Regions from separate parts of the Mus musculus genome. Here region 2 is linked to region 1. Evidence: chromatin contacts called from public promoter capture Hi-C data. All regions are on one chromosome and are shown on one strand. Each heading gives the region's core, a stretch centred on a gene start, on an enhancer-like site or on the middle of the called end of the contact. The rest is flanking DNA. Distances are from core to core; before and after follow the strand shown.

What was found. Promoter capture Hi-C pulls out the DNA fragments that hold promoters and counts their contacts.
Region 2: a promoter capture Hi-C map of hematopoietic stem and progenitor cells shows a contact between it and region 1, with 2.1 times the contacts expected there. The contact joins two enhancer-like sites. A contact is called at or near these places in 4 of 39 promoter capture datasets (the 3T3-L1 cell line, embryonic stem cells and hematopoietic stem and progenitor cells) and 1 of 9 other capture datasets (liver).

Annotation. Positions count from the first base shown.
Region 1 is chr4:32,886,963-32,892,109 of GRCm38.p6, forward strand. The region is part of intron 1 of Ankrd6 (ankyrin repeat domain 6); the gene reads right to left. Among named protein-coding and RNA genes, the nearest start is that of Ankrd6, 61 kb to the right of the region's middle. Within about 2 kb of position 2,534, at least 127 of the 459 cell types and tissues checked have an H3K27ac peak or open chromatin away from gene starts, as enhancers often do. A contact at or near this core is called in hematopoietic stem and progenitor cells, where this site is marked.
Region 2 is chr4:33,070,516-33,075,662 of GRCm38.p6, forward strand. It overlaps Gabrr2 (gamma-aminobutyric acid (GABA) C receptor, subunit rho 2), which reads left to right. Exons shown (of 9, transcript NM_008076.3): 2 at 835-941. Among named protein-coding and RNA genes, the nearest start is that of Gabrr2, 10 kb to the left of the region's middle. Within about 2 kb of position 2,531, at least 113 of the 459 cell types and tissues checked have an H3K27ac peak or open chromatin away from gene starts, as enhancers often do. A contact at or near this core is called in hematopoietic stem and progenitor cells, where this site is marked.

The sequences.
Region 1 (5,147 bases), core at 1,284-3,783:
ATTAGCCAGGCTTGCTAACTAACTCCTACTGATTGGCGCAAAGAAGGAAAGAACAGAAGACGGTCCACAAGAGTAGAGGGTACCAAGAAAGCCTTCTCACAAGCTGCAGACTCCAGGTTCCCACCACCCAGAACATCTTGCCTTAGTTTCTTTTTCTGTTACTACACTCAAATCCCCCGACAAAAGCAACCTAAGAGAGAAATGTTCATCCCGTCTCCTAGTTTAGGGGCCAGAGCTAACATCCTGGAGCTGGGATTACATCGAAGTGGGGAAAGTCGATGTAGCAAAAGTCAATGCAGCAAAAGCCTAAGTCAGCCTGACACTCATGTCAGTCAACGGACGGGGAGCAGAGGGCAGTGAACACAGCCCACTACTCAGCGGCTCTTCTTCACTTTCATGATCCAGGGTCCCAGGCAGGGAACAGACCCACCCACTACGGACAAGATCTTCTGCCTCAACTAACACACTCAGGATAACTTCCCACCCAGGATAACTTGGCATGCCCAAGAGTCTCCTCTGAGTCTTGATTCTATCGGAGTGACAGCTAACACAGAGCTTCATGCAGTTTCTCTGGGGTTAATACCAGAAGGCACCGTATACTGTGGACATTCAAATGCTGCCTATCTCATTAAGTCACTGCAAGTGTCAAATCGATGTCCAAGGGCTGGTGAGATGGCTCAGTGGGTAAGAGCACCCGACTGCTCTTCCGAAGGTCCAAAGTTCAAATCCCAGCAACCACATGGTGGCTCACAACCATCCGTAACGAGATCTGACGCCCTCTTCTGGAGTGTCTGAAGACAGCTACAGTGTACTTACATATAATAAATAAATAAATAAATCTTTAAAAAAAAAAATCGATGTCCGACCCTTGGTGGACACGATACAGGCTGGCTAGCAGTTTTATTAATTCTTTTGAGGGCCAGCCTTCTTAAGGCTGATAACATGGCCTTGGCCAAAGTGCCAAGCAGCCCTGGGCCTCAGTCTGTCTGTCAGCGTAAATGATGTTTCCCTCATGGTGGCTTTTCTTTTTTTTCTCTTATTTTGGCTTTCGAGACAGGGTTTCTCTGTATAGCCCTGGCTGTCCTGGAACTCACTTTGTAGACCATGCTGGCCTCGAACTCAGAAATCCGCCTGCCTCTGCCTCTGCCTCCCAAGTGCTGGGATTAAAGGCGTGCGCCACCACACCCGGCTACGGTGGTTTTTTTACATAAGGGAAGAACCTAGCACCCTGTAAGCATTCGCCTCTCTCATTCACTGGATGACACTTGAGCAACCCGGAAATGGCAGAGACAACAGCAAACCCAAGAAGCTCCCTGCCCTCATTGAGCCTCACGTCTGCTGGAGCCTGACTCTGGTGGAGGAGCTGTGTGTGTGAAGTGTGCTGTGAAGAGAGGGTAGAGGGTGTAGTGGTGACGCACACCCGAGGGAACAGACCTCCCTGTGAGGTCAGGGAGATGCCCTGCACGGAAAGGGGATTTCAGCAGGTACATGATTAAACAGAATAGGCCGGACAAAGGGGCACTCCAGATGAAGTAAACTGCGTGACCAAAGGCCCGGAGTGCTCACTGGAGAAGCTAGAGGACACCTAGGATGACAGATGACAAGACTTAACTATCCTTCCAACCAGAACGTACTCATTTGTCCCTGTGTCTCACTTTAGTGATTCTGCTCTCGCCTTTCTGCAGCCTAACAGTGGCATAGCTGTGAAAGCAGAGGCTAAGGAAAAGATCAGACCCAATACACTGGCTGGAGTCCCAGGCAGGAGCAACCCTCTCGCCCCAGGAGATGGACGCATCTCTCAGGCCAAGGAGCTGTCCTGCCTCCTCCCACAGACTCACAGTTCTCTCCGGGATGTGCTGCAGTAAAGATTCATCTTGAATCCTTCACTTATAGTCCTAAGGCACACCGAGGATAACAAGGTCTCCCATGGATGCCTAATATTGCATTCTGTGCATGCATGGTAAGAATAAACCCAACATATAGCCTTTTTACAAAAGATTTTGTTTCATTTTTAATTCTGGGCAGGTGTGTGTGCGCCTGTGTGGGGCATATACCAGTAGAAGCACCAGGAGGCCAGAGGTGTTAATACTCAGGAGCCAGAATTGCAGGCAGCTATGAGCTGCCCAACGTGGGTGCTAGGAACCGAACTCGGGTCTTCTACAAGAACAGTATGTGTTGTTAGTTGCTGAGCCATCTCTTCAGTCTGATTCCTGGCATTCAAACATGGAAATGGGATGAATAGATTTTCTAGAAGCAACTCTTTGACTTTTATATGGTTCAACTGCTGCCAGGACCTCTCTATCTCCACAAGCTAAGATTTCCCGTGTCGGTTTCTCTTGACTAGTGTCAGAGCGAGCAAGCCCTCTCTGGCCAGGCATCCCTTCCTCTCCCCCTCTGCCCTGGCTTCCACCTGCTGGCCCTGACTGACTCTATATTGGAGAGCTGCCAGGGGGTGACTGAAGCTGTCTGGGAACTGTACAAAGCAGAGCTCCCTGACGCTGTGCCTCTGAAAGGAAACCAGGCTACTGAACTCCCCGCTGCACAGAGAGAATGCATTACTTACATAACGTCACCACGGAATCAGGCCAAACCGAAAGGGATTCCAAACAACTGCTTACTTTCCCCTTCCTTAGCGATAGTAAGGTTCTCAAGGGGACTGGAGAGATGGCTCGGCGGTTCAGAGCTTGAGTTCAGTTCTCAGCACCCTCATCAGACGGCCCACAACTGCTACATCTTTAGCTCCTGGGGATCAGCCACCTCTAGCTCCCGTGGGCACATAAACCTCACACAGGGGATCTGTACTGGGGATTACCTTCTCTGCTTTACATTTCTTCCTTTTCAGGCTTTCAGACTTAAGCTAGAATCTCTGCTCTCCAGTCTACTGTGACAAATGGTTCCACTTCTCAATCCCTATAAACGTGTGAGCCTTCTGAGTCTCCTAGAGTTATATGAACAAGTAGCTCCTAGTGATTGTGTCCCTCTGGAGACCCTGACTACGAAACAGTTGGGGAGTTCTAACTCCATACCCGACTCGGAAAATGGCCCATGGAACATCCATTGCCCTGCAGGGTTAGAACCATCAAGAAACAGGGAGGCTGCCACCCCATCCTCAGCAGTAGCCACAAGCTGCAACTTGAGGAGGCATATTTCAGAGCCTGCAAACAGAACCGATGAGGGCTGACAGCTCCTGGGACTCCCTCCCAGAGATACATCATTTTTACAGATAAAAAGGTTGGAGCGCAGCTCAACAACAGCGGGAGGCTCGAGCTCCTATTTCTGGTTCATGGAGGTCCTATCTTCCTGGCTCTACATGTCAGAAACAGGGCTTGTAGGGAAAGATGGATAGGGCAGACCATTCAAACCACTTAAGATAATTCAAAACTGAGCCCATGACAAACAAAGCACACACAAAACCAGTCACGAGCAAGCTAGCTGCTCGTGAAGAAAGAAGATTGCCACCAAAGAACTGAAAGTATGCAAAACAGCAACAGGGAGACAGGCAGGAGGCGAGCGAGGACAAGCCATTTCTAGGGAGGAAGCCTGGGCAGGGGCTCTGAAGGGAGATGGCCTACGTGTGCAAAGCTGAACTGAGGGAACCGAGCTCTCCTTCTGGGGAGGCCTGTGCATGCTGACTTCACTCACTTTGAGTGAAAAACATAGAAACTGACATCATTTAACAGCCAACCAATCACACAAGCTCATTTTATTACAAAAACATGCTTGGTAGCCAAACAGACTACACCCTTATCAGACACCAGAGACAGAAAATTTATTCTCGGATTAGGATTCCTAAGGCTTTATTAGTGCTGGAAATGGCAGTGTAGAAGCTTCACACATTCACGGTTCCATTCTCAGCACTTTGGCCAGCTATGCCTCTTCACCGACTGCTGCCCACTGCCAAGAAGCCTCTCTGTGGCTTTGCCACTTTTTATTCTGTACCTATGTGTGCCCGGGACTACCTCCCAACTGTCTGCAGGTCATCCCGCCATAAACTGGTCCCACAGCAGGGAAGGGCATTTTGAATTGCCTCCTGTTTGTCTTTTCCAGGACAGTCTCTGGAGGCAAAGTTTGTCCTTGACTCACCATGAGCCAGGCATCCCAGGCCTCTCCCATGATGGCAGCTGCCTGCTGATGCTAAGAAATGACTGAAGGGAGGACAGGGACTGCCTCTAGGTATGGCTGAGTTGAAGGCGTTCATTGTAGATGAGGGAGAGAAAAGGCAGAGGTATCTGGAAGAGTCCATGAGAGGAGAGAGATGGGGAAGACTGAGAGAAGGAGCAAAAGAGAGGGGGCCAAGACACAGAGCAGAGGACCAAGAGGCAAGCCAAGAGAGCCTGTGGCTGAAATAGCAGGGCTATATAGGAAAGAGAAGCTGGGGGCAGGGAAGGGGAGCCCCTGGGCTGGAGAGGTTTAGAATAGGAGACAAGGTATGCCAGCCAGGGTAAAAGATGCTTGCTGAGAGAACCTAGAGGCCAACACCCGCTTGGGTATGCTAATAGGCACTATCATTAGCCTTGTGTCTGCCGTTTCCTTGGTACCTGACAAAAAGCAATTGGCCTTGAAGAAACAAGAGGGAAGATACGGGCCTTTCCTAGCGCAAACCTTACCACCAACAGTGTGTTTATTGTCCGCTTTGTTGACAACTGCAGCCAAACGCACACTACAGCATACACGGTAGTTTCCAAAGACAAGAATACGGCAGCGGACTACTGCGGTAGCTCCAGCTCTCTGAGACTTGCTGTTTTCTTCTCCCCTCTGCTAGCCAGGGCCCACCATCATCCTGTATCTCAGTCTAGAAATGTCTGCTGTGATGGCTAGAGTTTAACGGACAGAACATAGAATATCCTGGGAGACGTGTGGGCATGTCTCTGGGCATGCCTGTGACAGATTACCTGAAGAAGACCTGCCCACTGTGGGTGGCACCATCCCTGGCTAGGATCCTGGACTGTATACATGGAGTAGGTATTGATTGATCTCTTCTCCCTCCCTGTGGTTGAGTTGCCTAAAACTCCTGTACCCTGACCTCTATCATCCTGAATATATAGGACTTTGCACTGTGAGCTAAACTGAAACCCTTCTGTCTTCAAGTTGCTTTTGTTAGGGTTTACTTCAATAATAGGAGAAAACATGAAGACAACTAGCCTGGA
Region 2 (5,147 bases), core at 1,281-3,780, 180 kb after region 1:
GGCATTGGGCTTGACACAGACACACAGAGATGCGCTTAGATCCCACCTTTCAGGTCGCCAGAGAAATACAAATAGTACAGCCTAGATACCCTGCATAGACTAACTAACCATCCTTCTTGCTGCAGAATAACCGTCCAGTAGGCAAATGCTTTACAGTCTTCGGCAGTTGACTGCTCATGTGACAAAGTTAATCTGCAAAGAGTATAAGACAATGAGGAGACCTAGCTAGGTGAGGGATGGACAGATCTGTCCTCTGGACTGACAGAAGCCACTGCAGCTCTAGCTGGGGCAAGCAGTGTTTAGAGCTTTGGGGATGTTTGTGTCACAACATATTTATTACAAACCATATTGTAAGACATGAGTCTCACCATGCAGCCCTGACTGCCCTGGAACTCACTCAGTAGACCAGGCTGGTTGTACTCACAGAGATCCCCCTGCCTCTGCCTCCTGAGTGCTGGGATCGAAGGTGTGCGTCACCAAACCATCATGCTCAGCTTTGGGAAATTGTTTTAAAAGAAAAAAAAAAGTCATAATTTTCACCACTCCCCAGCTTAAACACTTTCATCTAGTCGCAACTCACTAAGACCTTGGCAGGTACAAAATGTCCTCAGGGGATGCTATCTGCTCTCAGGAATGTTCTGGAAGGATCTGTCCTGGGGTGGACATCCTTGTGAGGGTGTGGGCAGTGTAGAGACCCTTTAGTCTTCTGCCTCCTTGTGTGCATCAGAATAAAGAAGAAATGCTGAACAGGTGGACCCTGCAGGCAGTCTTCCATCCACTCGGTCTCTCCAGAGCCTCGGTGGGCCATGGAAACCCATTTCTCTTTCTTTGCAGCCATTTGTATAAAAAGAACCTTGATGTGACCAAGATGCGGCCAGGAAAGCCTCGGCCTCTGCTCAGGGTAGAGGACCACGACTTCACCATGAGGCCAGCCTTTGGAGGTAAGAGGTATCCTCCCCTTACTGTTGGGTTCCAGGCACCTTGTCTCACCTGTCCCCAGTGCCGCTGCACCGAGGCGCAGCCTGGGCCATGCTCTGGGACACAGCTCCCCTCCCCTCAGTGAGGTAAGCTAAGGAGAGAAGTGGTCACAGGCAGGCAGTGGAGAGGCTGTTGACAGAAAGAGGCTGTAGGCAACTCAGCCATTTTTTTTCCTTTACCAAGGAGACCAGGCTAATTGTCTTTTGAAAAAAACAAAGCAAAGCAAAGCAAAGCAAAGCAAAGCAAAGCAAAGCAAAGCAAAGCAAAGCAAAGCAAAGCAAAGCAAAGCAAAGCAAAGCAAAGCAAAACAAAACAAAACAAAACAGATAGTGAAGGATCTAGGCCACCTCATTGCCAACTGGGGCTCCTGGTGGTGGAGCCACCATAGTCCAAGGCAGCAGTCACCTTGCTCATGATGAAGTCCCTCACACTTGGTACTGCGTTTCATCATCAGCTTTCCCCTTTGGGGATCAGGGAGGGGACCCCTCCCTGGGACCTGCATTCAGTTGGGTTGGGTTGGGCTGCTGTGACATAGTACCACAGGCATGGTGGCTCAGAAACCGTACACATTCGTTTCTCACAGGTCTGAGATCTAATTGCGCATCCCCTAATAGCATCACGTGGTGTGGTGGGTGATCGGAATTCAGCACTCTCATTTTGTAGGGTGTAAGCATCCAGGCCATGGCAGAGGTGGAAGAGGAGACAGCATGTCTGATACGGAATGAGAACAGCAGAATACACAGACACCCTCAGATAGCCCTAACCACGGGCACGGGAAGGAAGTAAGGGCCAGAGCAGGTTAGAGAGCAGCCTCGGCCAGGGCAACCCAGGCAGGCTACTTATTTTCTTATCTCTGCCCTCTAACATCCTTTAGGATCCCCACCCCACCCCACCCCATTTTCCTAGGGCAGGGATCACCTTCATGCCATACACATTTTCCCGAGGCATCCGTAAGTTGTAGAATATCCTCAGGCCAGCCACCTATCTTTTCTGAGCCTCTGTTTGCCACTTTATAAAATGGGAACAGCAATCAACTTCTGGAGCTGTCCAGACTGACAGATAATATATGCAAAGCCCTTGCTCGTTCATGTCCTCACAGAAAGCCCAGCTGTCAGGCTTCCTCCTGTGTGGCTGTCAAAGGATTTAGAAATTAATTTATCTCACAGGCTTTTGCGTTTTAGAAGGCAATGTATTTAACACGGATTCTGGGTGGAACTCGGGTCATCAGGCTTGTGTGGCAAGTACTTATCTGCTAAGCTAAGTACTTATCTTCAGCAGCCACACTGAGTTTATTTTAGATTCACATAGTATGTATGCCTGCTTGGGGCATGAGGCTGAGGAAACTGGACAGGCCTTTACTAACAATTCAGCTGTGTTAGTTGGGCCAGTGATCCACCTCAGGAGAGAGACTGAGTCTGCTACCTCAGAGGATAGCCGCTGTGGCTGTCTGCTGAGGAAGAAAGGGCCTCACCGACTTGAAAGGAGAACCACAGGAAGTCGTGTCATGGGGACCGGAAGAGGCTGGCCAGAAAAGAAAGGAACCTAGGGAGTGTCTCAGCAGCAAGGCAGGTGCGAAGGATGCAGGGGTGCACAGACTGAGTGCCATCAGCAACAAAGGAAGTAGCTACCACAGCACAGACACGCATGTCTGATTACGAAGTCCAGTGGCTGCTGGGGATTGGACTCAAGTCCTTCGGGAGGGAAATACATGGTCTTAATCGCTGAGCCATCTCTCCAGCCCCTGGAACTTCCTCTATTGCCTGTATTTGGAATTACCTAAGCCTCCTGCTAGTCTCCAATTGCATCTGTGGGTGCACCTCCCAACACTGCGCTATATCTCCTTTCCCTAGTTCTCAGCTCCTGGAGAAACACATCAGCTCCCAACCCCACACCCCAACAGACACACACACACACAGCCCCCAACCCCACACCCAACAGACACACACACACAGAGTCCCCAACCCCACACCCCAAAAGACACACACACACACAGAGCCCCCAACCCTACACCCCAACAGACACACACACACACAGCCCCCAACACCACACCCCAACAGATACACACACAGAGCCCCTAACACCACACCCCAACAGACACACACACACACAGCCCCCAACCCCACACCCCAACAGACACACACACACACAGAGCCCCCAACCCCACACCCCAACAGACACACACACACACAGAGCCCCCAACACCACACCCCAACAGACACACACACAGAGCCCCTAATACCACACCCCAACAGACACACACACAGAGCCCCCAACACCACACCCCAACAGACAAACACACACACACACACACACACACACACACCCTGGCTGCCTGGCTGCACTGCTCCGGGCTTGTAGCAGACACTGTGAAATGTTGAGTTTACTGGTCAGTCAGTGAGGCTGTGTGGACCTGGGGGGTGCTGCACACCTGCAAGGACTTATTCAAGTTAAGCTGAAATGTTATCTATTCTTTTTTCTTGTTTTCTCCCTCCTCCTCCTCTCCCTCCTCCTCTTCTTCCTCCTCTTCTTCCTCCTCCTCCTCTCTCTCTCTCTCTCTCTCTCTCTCTCTCTCTCATCTAGGACTGAAACCAGGGTTCCCCACATGCTAACCACATGTTCTACCACAAAGTAATAATCTAACAATCTGACATCCAAACTGTCAAGTTAAGACAATCAATAAGGAATTATTTTTTAAAAATATTTATTTATTTTTATTTATATGAGTACACTGTAGTTGTCTTCAGACACACCAGAAGAGAGCACCAGATCCCATTACAGATGGTTGTGAGCCACCATGTGGTTGCTGGGAATTGAACTCAGGACCTCTGGAAGAGCAGTCAGTGCTCACAGTAAGGAATTGTTATTACAGTTTTGTTTTTCATTGTAACTAATTTTGTTAGTTTGAGAAAATATCATCATAAAAACAGGCTTTGTGAAGGAGCCTATATCTTGCCTTTGGACCCTTATTCATTTTGATATGGCAGGTTCTCGACAGGTAACACAGGACCCCACAGGTACTCTTTTTCCATATTCACAGTAACTAGGAACACACTCTATTAACAGTGCTTGGGAGTAGCCCCATAGCATTTTGCTGTTGGGCCTTCCTGCTATGTTCTGTGTATGATGGTCTCAATCTTGTTTCTGCCTACTCCACTGGGGAAAGAATACATAACCTACCATGGCCACGTTTGAGCCCAGGCCCAGGTGATGAACCAGGAGCCTTGTTGGGGGAATCTAGGCACCATAGGCAGTTCTAGTGCTGCAGAGATCCACTCTGGATACGTGACAGATAATTGGGAACGAGATTGTCAGTGTGGCCCCTCAGTAATCTAGACACCAGTGTCAGAGGTTGGGAGACAGTTGTTTCTCTGCATGGATTAACCCATCTGTAGGCCTGCCCCCCTGCTCCGTTAGTGCTGATGGTGACGTCAGGAGGAGTAAGGTGCAGGCTGTCCTCTGGGCAAGTGAGCCCTGCCACAGTGACTGTGGCATGCTAACGTAACTGCTTGTGAGGACAGCCTGCTACTTTTTAGCAACGAAAGGTCAATGACTTGAGGGTGAACTGTTGGCAGGAACACACACACAACTGAGAGGCTGCTGCCAGAGATGACTGTCTTGGGGTGTCAGCTATGTGCACAAGCTTTACATGGAGGGGAGAGGAGGAGGGGGCCATGGATAGGACTGGGAGACTCCTAGGTCATACTACAGTGGCTTAGAGGGGGGACGTTGCCTTAGTGACTTTTATCTGGGCATGAAGGGGAGGAAAGAGGTTTAGGTCAAGCCAACCTTACCCAAAAGTTAAAGCTGCAAAGGGGCAGACTCAGTATAGAGGCAGAAATCTAGCCTTCCATTCTGTTCTCATCACCCAGCAGGCACTTTTGACAGGCCTAATGGGGGGGGGGGGATCACTGCTTTCTGCAAAATAGCCCCTGGAAATAGTCTCTGGAAAGTAATTCAGGAAACCCTTGCCACCCTAACCCACAGACTCAAGGCCTTGTCAGCGAAGCTCGTGGGAACTGATACTAGACTGGCAACTGTGTAGCCTCCAGAATCTGTCCCTTTACAACATGACCAAAAAGCAAGATAACCTAGGTGGTGAATTCTGGCTTTCCCTTAATTCTAACCCTGTGTGTAGCATCCATCACAGGCTTTGTACGGACTGTCAAGAT